2 separate regions of the Gossypium arboreum genome follow, and region 1 is linked to region 2. A link is a contact called in public Hi-C data. All regions are on one chromosome and are shown on one strand. The core of a region is the stretch at or near the end of the contact, and the rest is flanking DNA. Distances in the headings are between cores, read along the strand shown. Region 1 has its middle 37 kb from the start of LOC128286219. Region 2 holds the start of LOC108479987 (probable cytosolic oligopeptidase A).

What was found. A called contact is a pair of places that touch in the nucleus more often than the background predicts.
Region 1: a Hi-C map of leaf shows a contact between it and region 2, with 3 times the contacts expected there. The contact joins the enhancer-like site here to the promoter of LOC108479987 in region 2. A contact is called at or near these places in 2 of 5 Hi-C or Micro-C datasets (both in leaf).

The regions. Positions count from the first base shown.
Region 1 is chr12:52,331,839-52,336,732 of ASM2569848v2, reverse strand. No RefSeq gene overlaps it. Among protein-coding and RNA genes, the nearest start is that of LOC128286219, 37 kb to the right of the region's middle. Within about 2 kb of position 1,697, at least 2 of the 2 cell types and tissues checked have an H3K27ac peak or open chromatin away from gene starts, as enhancers often do. A contact at or near this core is called in leaf, where this site is marked.
Region 2 is chr12:51,886,326-51,890,611 of ASM2569848v2, reverse strand. It overlaps LOC108479987 (probable cytosolic oligopeptidase A), which reads left to right and starts at 1,624. Exons shown (of 17, transcript XM_017782871.2): 1 at 1,624-2,371; 2 at 2,634-2,801; 3 at 3,235-3,358; 4 at 3,606-3,682; 5 at 3,902-4,054; 6 at 4,173-4,286. The coding sequence starts at 1,940.

The sequences.
Region 1 (4,894 bases), core at 448-2,947, 450 kb before region 2:
TTCTTGATTTCATGTAGATAGCGGTATCAAATCTTTCACCATCCTTAAGAACAAAAAGTAAAATAAGTTAATCAAAATAATGATAACATATGATGAAAGAAGAATGAAAAATAATAATCAGATATGGAACATTAAATAAAATAAGCTTCCTGTAAAAACTTTGCATTTTGCCGTCAAAGAAATTGAAAATCATGGAAGATAAATTTGATCGTCGATAAAATGAACTATCACTTTGAGCAAGATCGTGCTGATTACGTGTTATAAAATAAAGAGAGATGAAGAAAAAAAAAATGAAAACGATAGAGAATGTAATTTATTGATTAAAAGAGGTGATTACAATGTTTCATCAGAGTCTTTATTTATAGGCATAAGAAATACAAAAAAAATAAAAATCTAATTTTAATAACTATTAAAATTTAAAATATATTAAAACATTATTTATACCTAATATCAACTTGCATTGAGAACAAAAACAATCGTGTGATGAGTTCTCAGACATCATATCACAGTTTCAAGAGTACACCATTGCCACTTGCCAGCAAATTTGCAGAGCTCCACCCCACCATTTGCCCCCGTCAATTATTCTGCCATCCTTTTTTGATCCAAAAACCATACAAATTTAGCCATGTAACTCTTATCACTGCCAAGATATGATGATGAATCATGACCATCCATTTCAACAGTGTCAGATAACACCAATCAACAAATAACCAATAAAAACCTTCATTTTCCTTCCCTTGCCACATTTTGATTAAGGATGGCAAATTTTTTTTATTTTGATGGCTTTCAATTCAATTCGATTTATATTTTTTTAGAAAATTTGATTCGGGTGAGTCGTGATCGATGCAATTAGAATAAATTATTGCATTATATTGAGTTTAAAGTAAATTTATCCCACTTTATCTGAATTTTTATTTTCAATAAATAAATATATTCAATTTTAAATTTAAATTTATAAAATTAATCTTATTTGTTTCAAAATAAAATAATTAAAAATATAATTTTATTTACATTAAAATAGAAAATAAAAGAATTAAATTAAATTTAGATTAAATTTCGGGTTTCACATTATTTTCTTTTAAAAGTCGGGATTGGGACGGATTGACTAAGTTACGGGTAGTTTACTCTTTTTTTTTTTTTTAAATTATTACCTTAGAAAGTTCTTGTTTGTTCACCAAATCTGTAACTACCACTTTCTGCCCTCAATGAAGTCCTATAAAACTGGAAGAGTTTGTCCCTTGTGGTTAGGCATGGAACCTGAAAAAGATGCACCCCCAATGGCCCTGCCATATTCAACCCCATCATCGTCACAAGTATAGATTACACCCATTAATTACAATCATTAACAAGTGAAGAAACAAAGAACAGTAATTCAGCAAAATTGCAATTCCTTGTTGACAGATCTTAATTTATATATTGTTAAAACAAAGATGATCTGAACTTACAGGAAAAAAGGGGGGAAACAAAAACATAAATAAACACAACACGTTGATGTACTTCCCAGTTCCCATCTAACATCCCGAAAAAAGTCGCCGGCAGTGTCCAGATTCTTCACGGTGACAACCCTCGTCGAAATTCTGAGAATAGCTAACGGCATCATAGTGAAAAGACAATGGCTTCGAACTGTACATGCTGTTCTTGTTCCCATCTCTAACCAACCTCCTTAGCAGGTTTCGCCATCGCTTTCTTCTCTTTTCACTGCAATAATGGATCCTAGAGTACTCCATATCTTCGTGCACAGTGAAGCATGATGGGGACATCGTATAGCAACCGGAGAAAGAAGAGGATCCCCCCTGGTGGCGGCTGATCAGATCCCTTTCCATATCAGACATTGGTTTCTTCTTTATGTTTGAATTTGATGATGTCGAGTGGTTTTTTACGTGTTTCTTCGACAATCATATGGGGTGAGATAAAAGGATGTTGTGTGTCATTTATAAGTGATAAGAAGAATCTAAGATTTATCTTTCTTTCTTTTTCTTTTTTGCAGTAATTCAGTGGGCCATTAATGTTTACCAGATTAGTATTGTTTAAGCTGGCACTGACTTCTTGTCTGCTAGGACTGACTCAAATTGGATTAGAAAAATGAGGTGAAAACTAATAATGTGAAGCCTAACAAATCAGCTTTATTTAGGAAGCAGTGATGATGGCTTTTGAATGGTAGAATTGGGAGAAGATAATCTGTATGGATAGAGATGTCGGAATGGCGTCGGAGTTTGTTTCATATGCCTAATAAAAGCCGGGGGATAATAAAAAAGTTAATTTTTTAAAATATTTTTCCATTATTTTTTGCTTATTTGTTTTTCAATATTTGAAAATAAAGTCTTTAAATGCTTACAGTCTTTAAAAAAAAAAAAACTTAATTGTATGTAAATCTGGCATTTCAAATTAGATATAAAAAGAAGTCCAGTTTATTTCTAAATGCTTTGCCAAATTTGATCTAATAATTGGAAGGAAATTACAACAATAAAATTTCATTAAAAAGAAAACAGATATATTTTGAGGCCAGATAACGTATATAGCCTGATACCTATGATTTTATCATCAATATTTTATCTTAAACATTGATTATAATTTACATAAATTATTAAATATGTATAAAAACATAATAATAATTAATAAGTATTGAGTATAGTGGTAAAATATATTGATTTGAACTTTAAAATGATATTATTGAAAGGGTAGCTACGAACCTAATATGAACCACAAAACAAATATGAAAATGACCAAAAAATTTAAAAAACATAATAAAATATTTTTAAAATTAAGTATAATATTTTTATTAAAATTTAGCTTCTTTGACATTTTATTCTCTTAAATCTCATCTAATTTATCTTGGATCGTATTCTTTTATACCCATAAGCCAAGTCAAATGATAAGATGGGATCAACGGAGTCCCTAAATTTGTGTTCATCCCATTTATCATTTAATCAACTTAATTGATTACATTATTTAAAAATTAATTACTATTTATATAATTAAAATAGATATAATATGAATTTATTTTATAATGTGAAATATAATTATATTTAATACATGTTATATTAAAAAAATAAACATACATATTATATTATGATATGGTAATGTGCATTCTTTTATTAATGATATACAACCTAAATTTTAACATGAAACTAAATTTATGGTACATTATAATATATATAATTAAGGTAGATTATTAAATATATATATATATATATATATCCCTATATACAACTATATTATTATAATGTATATTTTATATTCATGATATGTAAGCTTAAACACTATACTTTAACTAACTTTATAACAAATTATAATATATACAATTAGAAATATATAGTTAAGGTATATTATTAATAATATGTAATCATATGTATCATAATGGTATTATAATGTACATTTTATATTAATCATATGTAACCTTAAACCCTAAAGTGTAACTAATTTTATGGTAGATTATAAAATATACAATTAACATGAGTTAAGTAATTAGGTCATTTTAGATTGTTATGTATGTTTGATCTGGTATCTTTAAGCGTAGTATATTCGTTTTGTATACTTTTTATTTTTGGAACAAATTAGTTTAATAATAACATCTATTACTTACATTAACAATTGTATATTGTTGTAACCTCCCAAACCCGACATAGACGTTATTGCTAGATTGAGAAGGCTACATGAGCCACCAAAATGGCTAAGCTAACTTATGCTACTTTTTAAGACTTTAAATAAACTCATTTTAAAGAAAACCGTAATTATACTTTGAGTTAGTCTAAAAGCATTCATTCATTAGGTCGTGTATGCTTAGGATTCATTTTATTAATGACTGTGCTGTTTTAGAAAAGCCGTTTGCTTGTCGCTCTTCTTTAAAAAAAAAAACTCAAAGTTAAACTAATGCAGCAGAAAAACCATTTTTCAAGTCATTCTGGAAAATTAGTTGCCTTATTGATTTGTTTTTTCAAAAATAGTTCCTTTGCAATGTAGTGGCAAATTTTACTTAAACTCGATATCATGCATTATCAGATTATTATGCTGGAGTAATTCATGCATGCAAAAATCCCCAAAAGAAAAGTTACCAAGCCACAAACCATAAATAATTAAAAATTACACTAATTAAATAATAATAATCCGAGGTCCAAGTTGATTCTTCGAATGCTGAGTTCGGTCCTAATTTTGAGGTTTACCTGAAAAGTTAAACACTATTGGGGGGAGCTTATGAAAAGCTCAGTGTGAGTCAAATAATTATTTAAACGGGAAAAAAACATCAAATACAGTGAAACATATTAGCATTAACAAAAGAAAACAGAACCGTCATAAGAATTTCATGTCATTACATAGCCATTATTAAATTGATGTCAAACGGTGTATGAGCATAGGTCATCACTTATTCGAGTAACAATCATTAATTTTGATACCATTCAATACAAAAAAATACAATGCGTAGCATAAATTAATAACATTTGAATATGTTGTGCACATGATGCAATGCAAAAAGGTTCCTACCCATTCCATCCGCTACACACCACAAGTTCCCCAGAACTCGTCTGCCAAACTCCAAAATATTATGAGCATAGCTCAATGTGGTAAAACCACCGAATAATCAATAATGCAGAAAATATGTCAGATATCAAATAGTGCGATACAATCACCAATAACATATAATATGCGATAAAATTGTCAATACCCTCGGTACTCCAGCTGCAGTGCACTGACTATGAAGAATGCAGACTTAATATGCTGCCGGTACTCCATGGAACTCCTCTATCAACCACAAAATCTCAACCCAATGCATATGCAATATATCACACAATCTCATACTAATCATATCTCAGTACTTTTCACATTCATTTGACATGCTCAGCATGTCCTCAATAACCACATACTTTCAGTAAATGGAAACAGTGTTCAAATATTTCAA
Region 2 (4,286 bases), core at 375-2,874:
GGACATGGCATCAGCATTGAGACGAGAGCTAGTGTAAGACATGTCTGGGACATGCATCGGCCTCGCGATGTAAGCTAGTGTAAGACATGTCTAGGACATGGTGTCGACACGTATAGAGGTGTCAGTGTAAGACCATGTCTGGTACATGGCATCAAAACAAATATGTGAGAGCTAGTGTAAGACCATGTCTGGGACATAGCATCAGCCTCGATTTTGATAGTTAGTGTAAGACCATGTCTAGGACATGACATCGACTTGATGGATGAGCCAGTGTAAGACCATGTCTGGGACATGGCATCGGCATCATACCCTATGTTTGAGGTTTAATGAATATCCGATAGCATTCCAAATGGTTCAACGGTGAGAGAGTTATAGGTTAAGTTAAATGAGGAAAGTATAACCATGTTGTGAGTGGTACAGGTACCTATTTGAAATGTATGAGATGTGAGCTCTATATATATGCTATGTGAATTGTATTGGATAGTGATGAGTAAGTTGTGCTTATGCCTACTTTTGTACTATGAGCATGATGAGGAATGGTAAAGTTGTTGTTATATTTATTTGCATGAAACTTACTAAGCTTTATGCTTACTCCCCCTCCTTTCCATTTTCTTATAGTGCCGCCTAATTAGCTCAAGGACCATCGGACGTCAGAGGCATTGATCACACTATCACCCGCAGCACTTGGTATAGTTAGATCTTTTATTTTGATTATGGCATGTATAGGACCCTGACTTTTGAGTTTTGTCATTGTTAATTGGTCAAATGTGTTAGATTACTTTAGCATTTGATTCATTTTGTATAAGGCCATGGAAAATGGCTAATATTGAAAGTTATTATCTGAACGCAAGCTAGTCTTTCATGAATGTAAAATTGTTGGCATGGTTGAATATATGTGATGTATATAAATCTTAACTATGATTACTTGGTTGAAAAATCATATTAAGTTAATCTTTGATATGCTGGTTGATGTTAGATTGTGTTTCAGGGTGGCAAAGGCTTGGTAGATAGCCTTATATTGTCTATACGGGTAGACACACGAGCGTGTCTAGGACGTGTGTGACACACGGTCAGCCCTATGGGCATGTTGTTCGGCCGTGTGTCTCAGTCGTGTAGAGGACACGGCCTCTCGCCACGGACATGTGCCTTGGTCGTGTGCCCTAAATTGGATGCTGATGTCAGAAACAGAATGTCAAGGTTTTTAGACACGGGCTAAGACACGGGCATGTCATGGTCGTATAAGAGACACGGGCAATAGACACGAGCATATGTCAGGCCGTGTGAAAACCCCTGTAGGTTCGAATTTAGGATTTAACTCACACGGGGGACTTTGTTAATAATTTACTTGATTTGCAAGACTTCGTTGAACAGCTTACAATATAGTTGTTTTTCGCATACTTACCGGGAGGGTAAGAACTATGCTGATGCTCTCGCTAAAAAAAAGCTCATATGAATGAAACTAGGAGTTTATATGATAGTCTTGTTTATTTTGACCCGTCCTGTTGTTGAGACCGACAGATATCGTCTTCCTCTAGATCAAACCTTTTAATTGAATAAAGGCTCTTATTAACCAAAAAAAAAAAAAAGTTTTGTTCAGCCCAATAACGAATTGTTAGAAAATATAAACAAATATGACATCTGTTCTCAAGATGACTGTACATGGTAAAAAGAATCCAAATTTAGAAGTACATTAGAAAAGTTTGAACTTTAAATCACTTGAGCTCCATTCTGACAGTACATTTGACGAGAGAGGAAGGAATCCGAATTGGAAAGAAAATACCAGCTTCCTTAATCAACCCAATACCATCATTAATGGCGTCATTGCGATGATTTAGGTTCAAGACCTGGATTCCCATCTTAAAATATCATCCTACAAGGAAAAACATATCGACGTCTCTTTATCCAAGCTCAGTAAAAAGAAAAAAAATGACAAAAAAGCATGATAATTATACGCCACATCCCAAACAGAGTCTTGTTCAACACCATCTTTGTTACAGTCAACATGCTAATGGCTTCCACTCGCTTCTCTCTCTCCCGCTCAATTAATCTCATCCTAAAACGCCACCCTTTTTCTTCTTCTCCCCGTTTTGCCCCCAAGGCTTTGCTTAAATCCTACCCTTGTCCTCTCTGGTCCTCTTCTTTCTCCTTCTGCCTCCAGACCTTGCATCACTCTATTTCTCCTTATCTCTCTTCCTCTTCCTCTTCATTTTCTTCTTGTTCTTCTCTTTCTCCTCCTTCATTGGCTTCCTCAGTTACCGTCGATGATAGCATCGGCTCCAATCCTCTCCTGCAAGATTTCGACTTTCCACCTTTTGATATTGTTGAAGCCAAACATGTTAGGCCTGGGATTCGTTCCTTGTTGAAGAAACTCGTATGTCGTTTTTATCTTTTGGGCTGTTTTCATTTCCGGGTTTTGAGGGGTTTTTTTTTTACCTTCTTCTAGGGTTCGATAGTGAGTTTTCCCTTTGCTAGATCATTCGCTGGTTTTAGTCCTTGTTTGAGAATTCAAAATTTTGGTTGCCTTGATTTTTCATTTGTTCGAGTTTTTAAAATTTGAAACTTTTTTATGCTCTAGCATCTGGGGTTTCTGGATTATTTGTGTTTGATTTGATATATTTGTGTTGGTTGAGTAGGAGAGTGATTTGGATGAATTGGAGAAGACATTGGAGCCGTCATGGCCAAAGTTGGTGGAGCCATTGGAAAAGATTGTTGATCGGTTGACTGTTGTGTGGGGAATGGTTAATCATCTTAAGGCTGTTAACGATTCAGCTGAGCTTCGTGCTAACATTGAAGAAGTCCAGGTACATTGTTGTTTCTTTATGTTATATGATTGCAAGCAGTCAGATATGTAACATGCAGTATGTATATGTAAAAACTAATAATGTAATGTTTATGCTTGAATTGCCATCTTCAAAATATTTGGCATCAATCTTTTAGACATCTAATAACTATCTCATTCTTGTCTTAGATTAAACCATGAATTTTTTATTATTATATTGGCATAAATCTTATTAGAATTAGCATACAGCATGATATACTAGGGAGGGAGTTAATTTTTATTGGTTGAATCAGAAATTGTGGTTTTCCTATTGGCTTTGAAGCAATTAGGTTTGGCAGTTGTTCAGTTTGATCCTAGTATTTTGTAGAAATTAATTAAATATGCATCGGTGCATTATTCCACAGTCTCATTTAAGCAAACTTCTTGTCCTTACTATGTTTAGTTTTTCCTTACAGCCTGAAAAAGTGAAGTTCCAACTAAGATTGGGACAAAGTAAACCCATCTATAATGCCTTCAAGGCGATTAAAGAATCTCCTGATTGGCAATTGTTGAGTGAAGCCCGCAAACTTATTGTAGGTGGTAAGTATATGTTCCCTTTTCGTTTTGGTGCCTTAATTCAACGCTAGAACCATTACTCAATACTGAGTGCACAGTCTATTAGTTGGCTTGCTATAGCAGATATTAGGATGAGCATTCTGTTATAAGAACAAAACAAAACAAAATTGCTGATATGAAAGTGTTCTCATTACAACATGCTTCTTCCATTCCTTTTAGTTTCTGTGAGTGTTTGACCTGATATCTCTTTTGTTTTATTGTGTGTATTCAGCCCAGATAAAGGAAGCTGTTCTTAATGGTGTTTCACTTGAAGATGATAAAAGAGAACAGTTCAACAAAATTGAACAAGTACAATATAGTAGTTATGAATTTGAAGTAAAATGAATGTGGCATATTACACTTCTTTTGAAGTCTCAACTTCTGTGAAAAGTAAAATGAGGGGAAAGTAATTGTTCAAGTTTCCTTTGAAGTTCTTGGTGTCTGGTTTCTTCTTGTAACCATATAAACATTTATGCTCAATTGTATCATGTTCATCCCTTTTGGCTATTCTTTTCTATTTACAGTGAGCTAATTTGCAGGAATTGGAGGTTGTCTCACAAATTTAGTGAGAATGTTTTGGATGCCACAAAGAAGTTTGAAAAGCTGATAACTGATAAGAAAGAAATTGATGGTTTGCCTGCAACTGCTCTTGGGCTAGCTGCTCAAACAGCAGTGTCCAAGGTATTCTTTTCCAAATTTCAGCATGTGTTTGCATTTATTAATGGTCTCTCATTGTCAAGTCTTGTGCAGTTTCTGTTTTCTGTCATGTAATATATGTTCTCTCTCTGTACTCGCCTAGGGGCATGAAAATGCAACTGCTGAGAATGGACCATGGATGATTACATTGGATGCTCCAAGTTTTATTTCTGTTGTGCTACATGCTCGTAATCGTGCCTTGCGTGAGGAAGTCTAC